3 separate regions of the Zea mays genome follow, and regions 1 and 3 are each linked to region 2. Evidence: chromatin contacts called from public Hi-C data. All regions are on one chromosome and are shown on one strand. The core of a region is the stretch at or near the end of the contact, and the rest is flanking DNA. Distances in the headings are between cores, read along the strand shown.

Evidence for each region. A called contact is a pair of places that touch in the nucleus more often than the background predicts.
Region 1: a contact with region 2 is called in a Hi-C map of leaf, with 6 times the contacts expected there. The contact joins the promoter of LOC100501878 here to the promoter of LOC100304395 in region 2. A contact is called at or near these places in 6 of 25 Hi-C or Micro-C datasets (ear, endosperm, leaf and 1 more).
Region 3: a Hi-C map of leaf shows a contact between it and region 2, with 3 times the contacts expected there. The contact joins the promoter of LOC100304231 here to the promoter of LOC100304395 in region 2. A contact is called at or near these places in 5 of 25 Hi-C or Micro-C datasets (ear and leaf).

Annotation. Positions count from the first base shown.
Region 1 is chr5:28,054,097-28,058,096 of Zm-B73-REFERENCE-NAM-5.0, forward strand. LOC100501878 reads left to right here and starts at 2,156. Exons shown (of 1, transcript NM_001196518.1): 1 at 2,156-3,573. The coding sequence starts at 2,239. The coding sequence ends at 2,643. It also overlaps the pseudogene LOC118471947.
Region 2 is chr5:27,721,173-27,724,903 of Zm-B73-REFERENCE-NAM-5.0, forward strand. It overlaps LOC100304395, which reads right to left and starts at 2,321. Exons shown (of 12, transcript NM_001165831.1): 1 at 1,676-2,321. The coding sequence starts at 2,167.
Region 3 is chr5:28,036,420-28,040,062 of Zm-B73-REFERENCE-NAM-5.0, forward strand. It overlaps LOC100304231 (Pre-mRNA-processing protein 40C), which reads left to right and starts at 1,756. Exons shown (of 16, transcript NM_001347126.1): 1 at 1,756-2,262. The coding sequence starts at 1,822.

The DNA.
Region 1 (4,000 bases), core at 906-3,405, 330 kb after region 2:
AGGGATTCAGTAAACTGACCTTGACCTAGCGCGAGTACTCTTCTTCTGCAAGAATCCATCCAAGTCTACCACTTAGGCTGCCTCCAACGGACCAGCTAAAAGGGTATGCAAAGCTATTATGGCTACTCATATTCACTGTAGCACCATGCATCTTCCACCCAACAGAGTAGCCAAATAGAGCAGCCAAATTCCATGGCAGGTGAGAGAAAAGCTATTATGGCTGGGCAGGAACCGAGCAGGCATCTCTGATGTAAATTGGTGGGCCATTCTTATCAGTGAGCATGAGGCAAGCTATTTTTGCTATACCATTGGAAAGTGTTGTATTATAGATGGCCAGTTGAAGTGCATACTTCAGCCAACATGCTAAATGCCTGCTCCTTTTAGCTGGCGTATGTTGGAGACAACCTTACTAGTTGGTTGGTATTCCATTCTGTTATCTTAGACTATGTTGCCTTCTTCAATTCCATTCTTTGTCTCCCTAGTCGAAGTCTTCTTGGTGGCCCAACCCAACGTGCATTTTTGAGTGCCGTACCAAGCCACCAAGGTGATAGGCGCTCCGCAGTCACGCATGATTAGTGCTGGGAATATGGGCCGGACTTTTCAGGCTAGCACGAGCATGACCCGAAAATACGAGCCCAAAGCACGGTCCGGCACGAAATAATATGGGCCGAGCTAGCATGGCCCGAAGGCGGGCCTAGGCCGGGCCTCAAATTCCGGCCCGTCGGGCCCCCGGCACGACCCGCATAGATGGGCCGGGCTTGGGCCGACACGGCCCAATTAAGCCCAATTTGTTTAATTTCTTTAATTTAGTAAGATATCGACTTTATATTGGTGTTATATTTAGAGTTTATGTGATTAAATGATGCTAGAATTGTTTAATATAGTAAGATATGAACGATATATGGTTGTAATATTTTGATTTTATGTGGTCAAATATACGGGCCGGGCTTGGGCTGGCACGGTCCAACGAAGGCACAACGTGGTTTAGGGTCGGGTTAGGCCATTGTTTTTACACTTCGGTCTGGCACGACACGGCCTAAAAAATATTTGGGCTTTCCTGACCCGAACCCGTTTGGCACGAAGCACGATGGGCTTGGACCGGGCTGGCCCGGCCCGACCCAATTTCCAGCACTACGCATGATCATGAGAGCATTTATTGGCTATGCAAATATATACCGTAACATTTTCGTAAAACCAAAACGGTTTTTTCGTTTTCATCCTACGTGCCCTAACCCTTTTCCGCACCTTCTCCGCGCTACCCGACGTCGATCCCTCGGCTTCCTCTACCGCAACCCCTACCCCGGCTGTGCTCACCTCCGCCCGCGGAGAGATTTGACATTACGAAACACGACGGATGCGACTTCAACGAAATAGAGGCTCAGGCGAGGGTTTCTCCACTATAGAAAAGCTGAGCATAGCCAACACTCTAAAATGGACATGCCAACTCCATTAACGGATTCAGAGCAGTATTAGTCTCGTTGAAACCGGGTTCCGTCCCCAGCGCCGTCGCCGTCAGTTCTCCTCCATCCCCGTCGCGTTCTCCATCTCCGTCGTGTTCTCCTCTATCTCCGTCGCGTTCTCCTTCGCGCGGCAGCCGGGCGCCGCTGCCTCCGACCAAGACTTCGCGCGGTAGCCATACCCGTCGCGTTCTCCACGACCTCGACCTCGTCCTCTTCGTCTTCCTCGTCGGCCTGCTGCTCGGTCTCCGGCTGGTCGCCGCTCCTCCTGTACAGCTCGTCCAGGGCAGGGGTGATCGTGTCCGCGAACGGCAGGAGCAGACGAGGCGTTGCTGGAGAGATCAGCAAAGGCTTCTTGGATGAAATGAAGAGCGGTGTCCGCGGCGGGACGAGGATTACGCGGGGAAGACACGAGCTGCGAGAGGCGGTGGAAGGAGCGCTTGGCGGCGGTGGGGTCAAGGCCCGGGGCGGGCTGGAGCTGGAGCACGCCGACCGGATTGGGGCGGCCGGAGGGGAGCAGGCGCTGGGAGGCGAGGAGGACGTCGGCGACGGTGAGGAGCTCGTCCGCACCGGGGAGGTACGGGTCAGCCTCAACCGCGCGCTCCGCCAGTCGCTTGCAGCCGACCAGGTCCCGCGCGACGAGTAGCTTCCGGGCGATCTCGAGCCACCGGGCCGGCTCGGCGTGGCTGCGGCCGCCGCCGCCGCCGGAGAAATCCATGTGTGGTGGAGATCTCCATGGTGGTGGGCTCCACCCTGCGCCGCGCCAGCGACGGCAGCGGGAATGCCCTGGGCGGGGCCGCGTGCGGGGCCACCTCCTCCTCCCCCGCGCTCGTCGTCGCCGCAGCCGGGGCACGAGCGGTCGGTGGCGGCCGAGCCATCGGTATCGGAGAAGCCGTCCGAGCCTGTCTCCGAGCGGCGGATTCTGTGCCTGAATCATGCTCCATATGTGGTCCCTGTCCGGCCGGTCGACGTCGCCGCCGTGGCCCGTCTCCTTTGGCATGACGGTAGCCTTCTCGGCGCCAGCAGCGGCGGCCTTGCCGTTGCCGCCATCGCCAGCGCCCTGCTCGACGGACTGCTGGCACGGGAGGAGCTGCTGCTCGGTGGTCTCCAACATTGTCAGTGCCATGTCCGTGGACGGCAGCAAGAGCGAGCAGCAGGTCTCACGTATATGGTAACGGAAATATGACGACGTGAGTTTGAGATCATCGTTACCTGTTAATGGAGTTGACATGTCCATTTTAGAGTATTGACTATGCCCAACTTTTTTATAATAGAGAAATCCTCGCCTGAGTCTCTATTTCGTTGAAGCCACATCCGTCCTCCCGCCCGCGCCTCCGTGGTCGACCTCCAGCTCGCAGTGCGCGCGGAGTCTGATCCAGCCCACATCTACTCCCTCGTCGCCTCCGCGCTCTCCAGCGATGACTTCCCGCGCCTCCATACCTCGCGCCAGCTCTTTTCTCTGGCCACTTCTCGCTTGAACCGCCTCCGCCGCCCCGACCTCGCCGCCTCGCTCCTCGACCTCCTCCTTGCCTCCGCCCCGCCCTCCCCGGGGCTCCTTGCGCGGGCGCTCTCCCTCTACCCGGGACCCGACGATGCGCTCCGGGCCTTCTCCTCGTCTGCCCCCGCCACCCGCTCCGACGTTTCCCTCTCGGCGTTCCTCCGCGCCGGCCGACTCGATGACATCAAGTCCACTATTACCCTGGCGGAGTCCTCGCACGGGGTCACGCCCGGCCGCGCTTCCCACAATGTGCTCCTCCACGCGCTGGTCAAGAACTCTGAGCTTGCTGCTGCTCGGATGCTGCTCGACGAAATGGCCAACAACAAGTCGAAGCACCGCCCTGCCCCAGACATCATATCTTACAACACTGTCCTCGCCGGTTGCTCTGTGCAGGACGATGAGGAGGGGTTTGAGAAGCTTTTGAATGAGATCAGCTTGAACAAGCCGGATACAGTGGTTCTCCAAGAAAGGCGAGACAGCCAAGGGGGAGGAGCTGCTTGATGTGATGGAATCAAAGGAGGTAGCCCCGAATTACCTTACCTACAATGCTATCATGCAGGGGTATTGCAAGGAGGGGAATGTCGGCGCAGCGATGCGTGTGTTCAAGAAGATGAAGGTGATGAAGAGGCGGGAGGGGAGAAGTGACTTGGGTGTGTCTGCTCATTCGCAGATATATGTGGTGCTGTTTAGGAGTTTGGTGGAGAAACAGAAGTTTGGTGATGCGCTGTGGATTTTTAAGAGCTGCTTTGCAATGAAGGCAGCACCACCATTTGAGGCTGTTAAAGGTTTGGTAGAGGGTTTGGTGAAGGCAGGCAGGTCAGCAGAGGCCAAGGATGTTGTTGCCAAGATGGCCTTTCTTGTGAAAGGCGATGCTAAACTTGCTTGGGAGAAGGTTGTTGGCGAATTTTTTTTTCAAAGAGGGAACAACAAATTTGAATCCATGATTTGCTAGGCTTTCATGCATTTTGGACTTGGAATGATGATGGCAAAGAAGATAGGCTTTCAACATGGGATCCAAAGTTGCCTTCTTGTTGTCACTGGAGTT
Region 2 (3,731 bases), core at 1,071-3,570:
AACTACGACAACCCTTGCACTCCTGGGTTCCCTCCTTGCGGCTATAAAAGGAGGAGTCCAGATCCCCAGGGGACAGGGGACAACACTTCACTGTTTTCCCTCCGCGTTCGATATTGGCACTAGCCTCAATCACTCACAGAGACTTGGGATCTACTCCCTCTCTCGTTTAGCTTGTACCCGAGCACTTAGGTGCAAGATAATATAAGTCTCATCCCCCCGCTGGAAATAGGGCCTTCTATTGCCCAAACCAGGATAAATCTTGTGTCTTCTTGCATCACCCATCTGGACCGAGACACGTAGCACAAATTCACTAGTTGGTTAGGACCCTCGGGTCAAAACATCGACAACAGTCTTGCTCTACTCCTCCAGGTCGTGTATGTCATATCCACATGATTCCTCAACACCGCACGACTTTATTCAACATGTCGGTGCCCTTGGATATGTACCACGACCATTAGAGACGCGTGTCATGGCAAGCACCAAGGGTGCCTCCCTCTTCATATTCGGTCGCAACCCTCCTTCGTCACCATCGTTGTTGCATCTGCCTAGGGGTGACCAGCACGTATGCGATATCATCATTATCCCCCCAGTGCAACCCAATGAACCACCAAGAGCACCAGCAAGCCAGATGAAAATACAAGTGCATTGGCGACAGCATGGCCCTTGGATTTTCTATACCCCAATGAAGAACAGGAGATAGGGAGATGACTGACTGAGGGGGAGGGCAACGGGTGATAGAAAAATAGGACAAAACGCCACGTGTCATCCGTCATCCCTGACAAGCAGGCCCAAATGTCATGGTGAAAACCCCACCCTAGTGATTATTTGAACTGTATTACATAGTTTGGGATGCACGATACCTTTTTTTAGGTTGGAATGAAGTAGACGACATGTCATAAGTTAGGGGGTTATACGTACAAACAGAATAAAGAAACTTCAACCAATAGTATGATGCATATGCATGGTTTGTGAACCTACATCAGGTGACTGGGCTGATTATGAAATGGATATTTCAATGTTTGATACTAAGAGTTGCAATGTTAAGGGATGTATTGTTGACAACATGTCAACAGTTCGGTGGAAAATAAGTGAATATCATATGCAGCAAATAGAGTATGTCAGTGATTTTTATAAAAGAACCCTTTCATCTCCTACAAAGTCGATTCAAGTAATACATCAAACAACCAGTGCTATTTGATTAAAAAAATTAACTTCAAAGCAGCCTGTTCAAATTTGAGTGAGTTTAATAGTTTTTTTCCTAAGTAAAGCTCCCATAACAGTTAATTAGCATGAATCTAGTGTGTAAAGTATCTGTGTTAGGCAATTTTCTTTAGACTCACGCTACTCAAGTAACAAATCCTGATGCGGAAGCTAAATGAAAAATAGTGTGTACATCATATCCATACAATGGTGCAATTGTGTTGTGTTCAATTGTACCTTTAACCAAAGAAACCCTAGCTTATTTTGAGGGGCATTTCAAAGAATAAACTTCCAGGATTGGTATCATATACTAATGGAAATTTTCGGCTTCATTCAACCACGTCTTCAAACTTGCTAATTAGCAAGTTAAGCGGTGTAAAAACTCCAGTGTTGAGTCATAAGCAAGTTCCGTCCGCATTTAAAGCATTACTACCATGTAGACTGTAGTAAGTATATGGGTCGGGATAAAATTAACCTGGAGCTCATCAACGAGACGCTCGCTCTCCTCAATGAGAGCAAAATGCCGCTTCCACCTCTCCCAGCTCCACTTTCCCTCTTCCTCCCCAACCTTCATCTCCTCTTCATCCCCATTCATCACCTCCTCATCGTAAGAACTCCCAACCCTCTTCCCCGTACCCGCCTCCTTCACAGAGGGCGGTAGGGGCCAGTAATTGCTGACGTACTCGCTCCACCGTCGCACGGCACCCTGGAAGGCGTCGTGGAGCATCGCGTCCCAACCCCGCCGGCGTTGCTCATCGCCGGCGTCCGCGTCGGGGCTACGCGCGGAGTAGCAGACCCACGGAGCGCGCCGCGACGGGGCCGCGCCGGCGAGGCGGCGGACGACGCGGAGGCGCCGCCCGGCGAGGAAGCGGCTTCCACTAGGGTTCGGATCCACCTGCCGCGCGGATGACGAGGAGGACGCCACCGTCGGGAGCGGGGCGCGCGGCGCCGTGTACACGGACGCCATGGACGAGCGCGAGGCTGCGCGATGACACTGGTGGCGGAGGAGCTCGTCTGCTCGTGGCCGTATACTCGTACTCGTACTCGCGTCGCGTGTGATCGATTGATGAGGCTCGCCGCTCGCAGCTCGCGTGGCAGTTGGAGTCGTGCTAGAGTCCTCGACCTCGTCTCGTGTGGATTAGAACGAGGTCAGGGGGGGTGATAAGACTCGCCGAGAGCATACGGCCTCCGTGAGAGACCGTGACAGACAAGTGGACCTCGAAAGGGGCAGATGATTTTGGGCCCATGCCGGTGGTAGAGGGCTAGCGGCGTTGCGTCCGAGCTTTAGCGGGTTGCATTAGGCTATCTTGTAAGGATCCGGTACATTGGGACCAAGGTTTGAGAAACCGGTCGGCGAACCGGATAAACCGGCCGGCTTTTCGGTTATCGGGCCCGGCCGGTTTTGTAGTTTGAATTTGTGAAATTTTATAAAATTTGAAATATTTTGATGAAAATTTTCTTATAAATACTATGGATTATTCTAAGACTTTCCACTGAAACCAAATTTAAAAATACACTACCGAATTCAAACTAAAAATCAAAAAAGTTAAAAAAAATAAAAAATAATAAAAAACACCTCCTAAATGGGCCGACCCATTATGGCTATACTTAACCCTAACACCGCGCAACCAGCTCCACAGAGCTCCCCATCCGCTTCTACGCCTCGTCCGGTCGAAACATCGCCCGTCCGCCGCCAGAGCACGACGAGCCGGCCATAAGAACCGGCTAGCCGGCCGGTTGGAGCGGAAAGCCGCCGGTAAGTCCCTCTTCCCCGACAGTCCGTAAACCAGCGGTTTGAGGCGATTTATCGGCCGGTTTGAGCGGCTAATCGGCCGGCTAGCTCCGGCTTATCGGGCGCATCGGCTAGGACGCGTCGCGCGGCTTACCGGCCGGTTAGGCCGGTTTATCGGTGATATGAGCCGATTAATCGGCCAGATGGGCCGATTAGCCGAGCTGTCGAGTAGGGGTAGGGTTAGGTTAATTTTTCCCCTTTTGGCTTCAAATCATTTGAAATTATTGGACCTCCGATTCTAGCAACGAAAGACAAGGTTCATCTTCACCCCTGCTTCCCTATGTCAATTATCCGGTTGGTGAGGTAACACAGCAACCAACGAGGTGGGTGTACGAATGGGAGGACCCTGAGTAGCGTAGGACCACTCACACAGGGATCGGACACCAAGGCCTACAGCAAGCATATTGGACCCCCGATTCTAGCAACGAAAGACAAGGTTCATCTTCACCCCTGCTTCCCTATGTCAATTATCCGGTTGGTGAGGTAACACAGCAACCAACGAGGTGGGTGTACGAATGGGAGGACCCTGAGTACTACCAAATGTTTGTTGAGTCGTGGAGTGCGACTTCTGCGTGGACTGGTCAGACTTGGGTAGAGTACAATGCCTAGTTGATGCGTGACCAAGGTATTATGTTGCTATCAACGGAGGAGTACAATATGGCACAAACACAATATCAGTGGAATGCCCCGTGGGAATGATCTTCGATGGAGGATCAACTGTGAACTATAAAACATGTAT
Region 3 (3,643 bases), core at 506-3,005, 310 kb after region 2:
GCGAAGACCTTTCGCCTTCTAGTGGACCCGAGGAATATCTGTCCCCCACATAGGTGGTCCAGGAGGAGTCATACAATGAGGAGTACGAGTTGATCTAGGTGGCGTCTCCCAGTTAGCTTTATGGTGTCATAGATGGACATTTAGTTCGCTTTATATTTATTATTTATTTTTGTAAGACTTCGCTATGTAATAATGACATTTATGATATTTGTGACATTTATCTATACACTTTGTTATTATATGTGTTGTTCTTCTTTGGCCCACATATGAGACACACCGGATTTATCCCTTAAATCCGGGTATGACAACTCGTCATCATGCTTGACATTCGTCGCCACCTTAAGCCAAAGCTGTCGTCCTTCGGTCGTAGCTTCGACATTCGCCGTTAAAACCCTTAGATAATATGTTCGTCTTGAGGACCTTCGGCGGAGAAGAAGACCCCAACAACTTCATTGACCGTGTTGTACCAAGACATATTGGATGGAGTAAACAACAAAACCAGTTAGCCAAATAAAAATATTATGCGGAGAGCAGAGACAATCAATAAAAAATCTTGAGATCTTTTCTAATAAATAGTTTACATGGATATTGTTGTGAGCCGTTGCAATGCACGAGCAATCGACTAGTTAGCTTATATGAAAGAGTTTATAAGATGGACGATGGTGGCGAGAGTTTGCTTGGCCCAAGCATCAACGCCAGGAGTTGAATTCCCAATGCCAGACAGTGCCTGCGAGGCTTCCATCCAATCGAGCCACTAGTGCTTCGAGAACCTAAACGCAGTAGCGGTCATACTACGCCCGTGTTGTGTTTGGTTCAGCTTTCGAGCCGCTTCTGGCCGGCGAAAGCCCATGGTGGTTGCCAAAAGACCGGATTCTGGCCTAGCTTCTCAGGGAAGCGCTTCCTACGACCGCAATAGTAGCATGTCAAGTCCGAAGCCATCTGAAGGCCGCGTCCGTGAGAATCTGAGTGAGCGACGGTCCGTTTACTTATAAAACTTATGTATTGTCAGTTTAAATTAATTTATAAAATTTTTGTATTCGTAAGATGATAAAGCATTTTGTTGTCAAATACCTAGATCCTTATTAGTTAGTTTCTGGTCCTGTTTGGCACAACTTATTTTCAGCTTCTTCACAAATTTAAGCAGAAGTTCTGCCAAACAGCTAACTTCTGCAGCAGCTTATCAGTTCAGCTGCTTTTCAGAATACACTATTAGGCCCTGTTTGGTTCAGCTTTTTTCTGACCAGCTTTTCTGAAAATCTGGCTGTGTGAAGAATCTGGCTGTGTGGAGAATCTGAGTATCATTACGATTACGTGTGAAGGAAGATAAAGTTGTTCATAGGGCTCATGATCTAAAAAGTGACGGATTCCTACTATTACAATGACTCAACCGATTACGTGTTTATGTTGATTTTGGATGATTTTTGTCCCAACGAATTTTATAGAAGCTGGCTGAAAAGCTGAGAGTTTGGCAGTCCGCAGCAGCTTTTGGTGACCAGAAACTGCCAGAAGCCCAAACAAACAGGGCCTAAAAGCAGCCAACAAGCAGAAGCTGTTTTTCACCAGCTTATCAGATAAGCTGCTTTTTCAACAAGCAGCAGCAGGGCTTCTCTCCGCAACTAGCTTCTCCTTATGCCAGCTCGAAAAGCTTCTTCGAAAAAAGCTGCCCTACGGCCCACGGGGCAACTTGAGAAATCCAACTCGTATCCTTCTCTCTTCCACGGTTCCACTTCCACCCCGGACTACGCTGCCTTCTCTCCCGCGAGGGCGAAATACACGACACTTCGATTTCACAAAACCCTAGGCCCCAACCACCTCCCTAACATGGCGACGCTGGCGTCGGCCGTCTCCGACGTGGGCGTCGAAGAACCCTCTCCAGCAAAGGCAGCTGACCCGAAGGAACCAGCGGCCGCCGTGGAGGAACCAGCGGCCGCCGCGGCGGAATTGGCAGGGGCATCCATTCCATCTCCCGTCGCGGCCGCAGACGCTGGAGATGCCTCTTCCGGTCCCGCGCTTGCCACCACTCCTCCCGCTTCACCTGCCACGTCCGCAGCGCCTCCTCCCGTTTCTCCCGCCCCGCTAGTTTCTCCTGCCCCGCCCGCAGAGCCAGGGCCGCCGCGGTCGCAATTTGCAGGCTCCCTATCCTACATAGCGCCAGGGACACCGTCTCCGTCGGCAGCTTTTTCTTATAACGTACTGCCGAGAGCGCCACCAGCGCCCCAAGTTGGCGGCGCTGCAGCTTCACTACAGCCATGCTCTTCTCCGGTAGGCATTTTGACATATTCGCTGCTGCAGCTTATCTGCCTTGTGTTGCTGACTGTTTATGCTTACGTTTATGGTTTTCTTTTTCACTGATGCGTTTCTGTGTATGACCACATGTCTAGGGTTGTAATTTCATCTAGAATGAGATAATGTTAGCTATTGCGACTGAACTCTACTGATTAGCTTTTAGGATGAGCAGTGACATTTGGACCAGTACAATGGTCAATGACTTTTGTATGCAAACTGTGTATAGTCATAAATCTCTTTGGTGTGTTCTATAGAAACCTTTTTGTAATAATGGGAACTCCATGCTCGTAAATTCATTAGTGAATTTGCTAGCTGTACATAACACAGTATTTCAGTTTCTACATGGAGTTGATGACATGTTGATAGACTATTGCCAATGCCTGTTTAACTTGAAAATGAAAGATGGCTAACGCTAACCCATGATTTTGGTCATGGTATTGCCTATTTAACTATATGTTGCATAGCTCATGCTATTACTACAGCGTTGTGATTTTTTGTCATGCTTAATTATTTTATTTTGATCGAATATTATGGTCGATAGATAGCAAGATTCGTTTGTTATTTCCATTGTATGTGATTAGCTTGTGTATTCTGTGCATGAAGAATTTTGTGAATTTGTCAAATGCCTAGAAAGTAGAAACCTACCCAGCAGTGATAGCTTTGCATTATGTCACATCTATAAATGTTCCATAATCAAAATTGATTATCTGAAAGATGATAACGCAACTGACCTTCCACATCTCGCAGCCAATTTAACATTTTAGCATAGTATGCACAATTGTATATCTGAAGGTCCTTGTAAGTCGTAGTAAATCTGTAAATGGGGTCGAGACCCTGTTGCACACAGTGGGGCTGATGATGGTCGACGTCTGGATTCACGTAGTCATAGGGTCACCACATTGTTGCTGCATGGTCGTCACACAGAACTAGAGCAATACGGATATGCTTTTCTTACAAAGCAGACGGATAAGCTTACACAGACTGAGAGCTTTTTCAAATTTCAATCTTTGACGAGATTGAATGATCTTCAGATCAAGTTTGATGTTCTCTAGTGAGGGAGGAGACGCAAGAAGGGATGCTGCAGTCAAGGTTGAATGTGGATTGTGCAGCAGTGGTTTTAGGGGTGACGGAAAGGGAGTGCGATTGTCGAAGGACCCAAGAACAGATAACAATAATTTTGCCTTGCCTCCGTGTGTTATGCATGCCCTGTATATGGTTAGGGAAACTAGTGTTGTGCTGGTGGGCCAATGTATGGCTGTCTAGCTAATCTTTTCCTTTTTTTCTTTCTTTTTTCCTTTCTAAACATGCGATTGATTTACCTGTTGGTCTGGTTACATATGAACATAGATCGGTATAG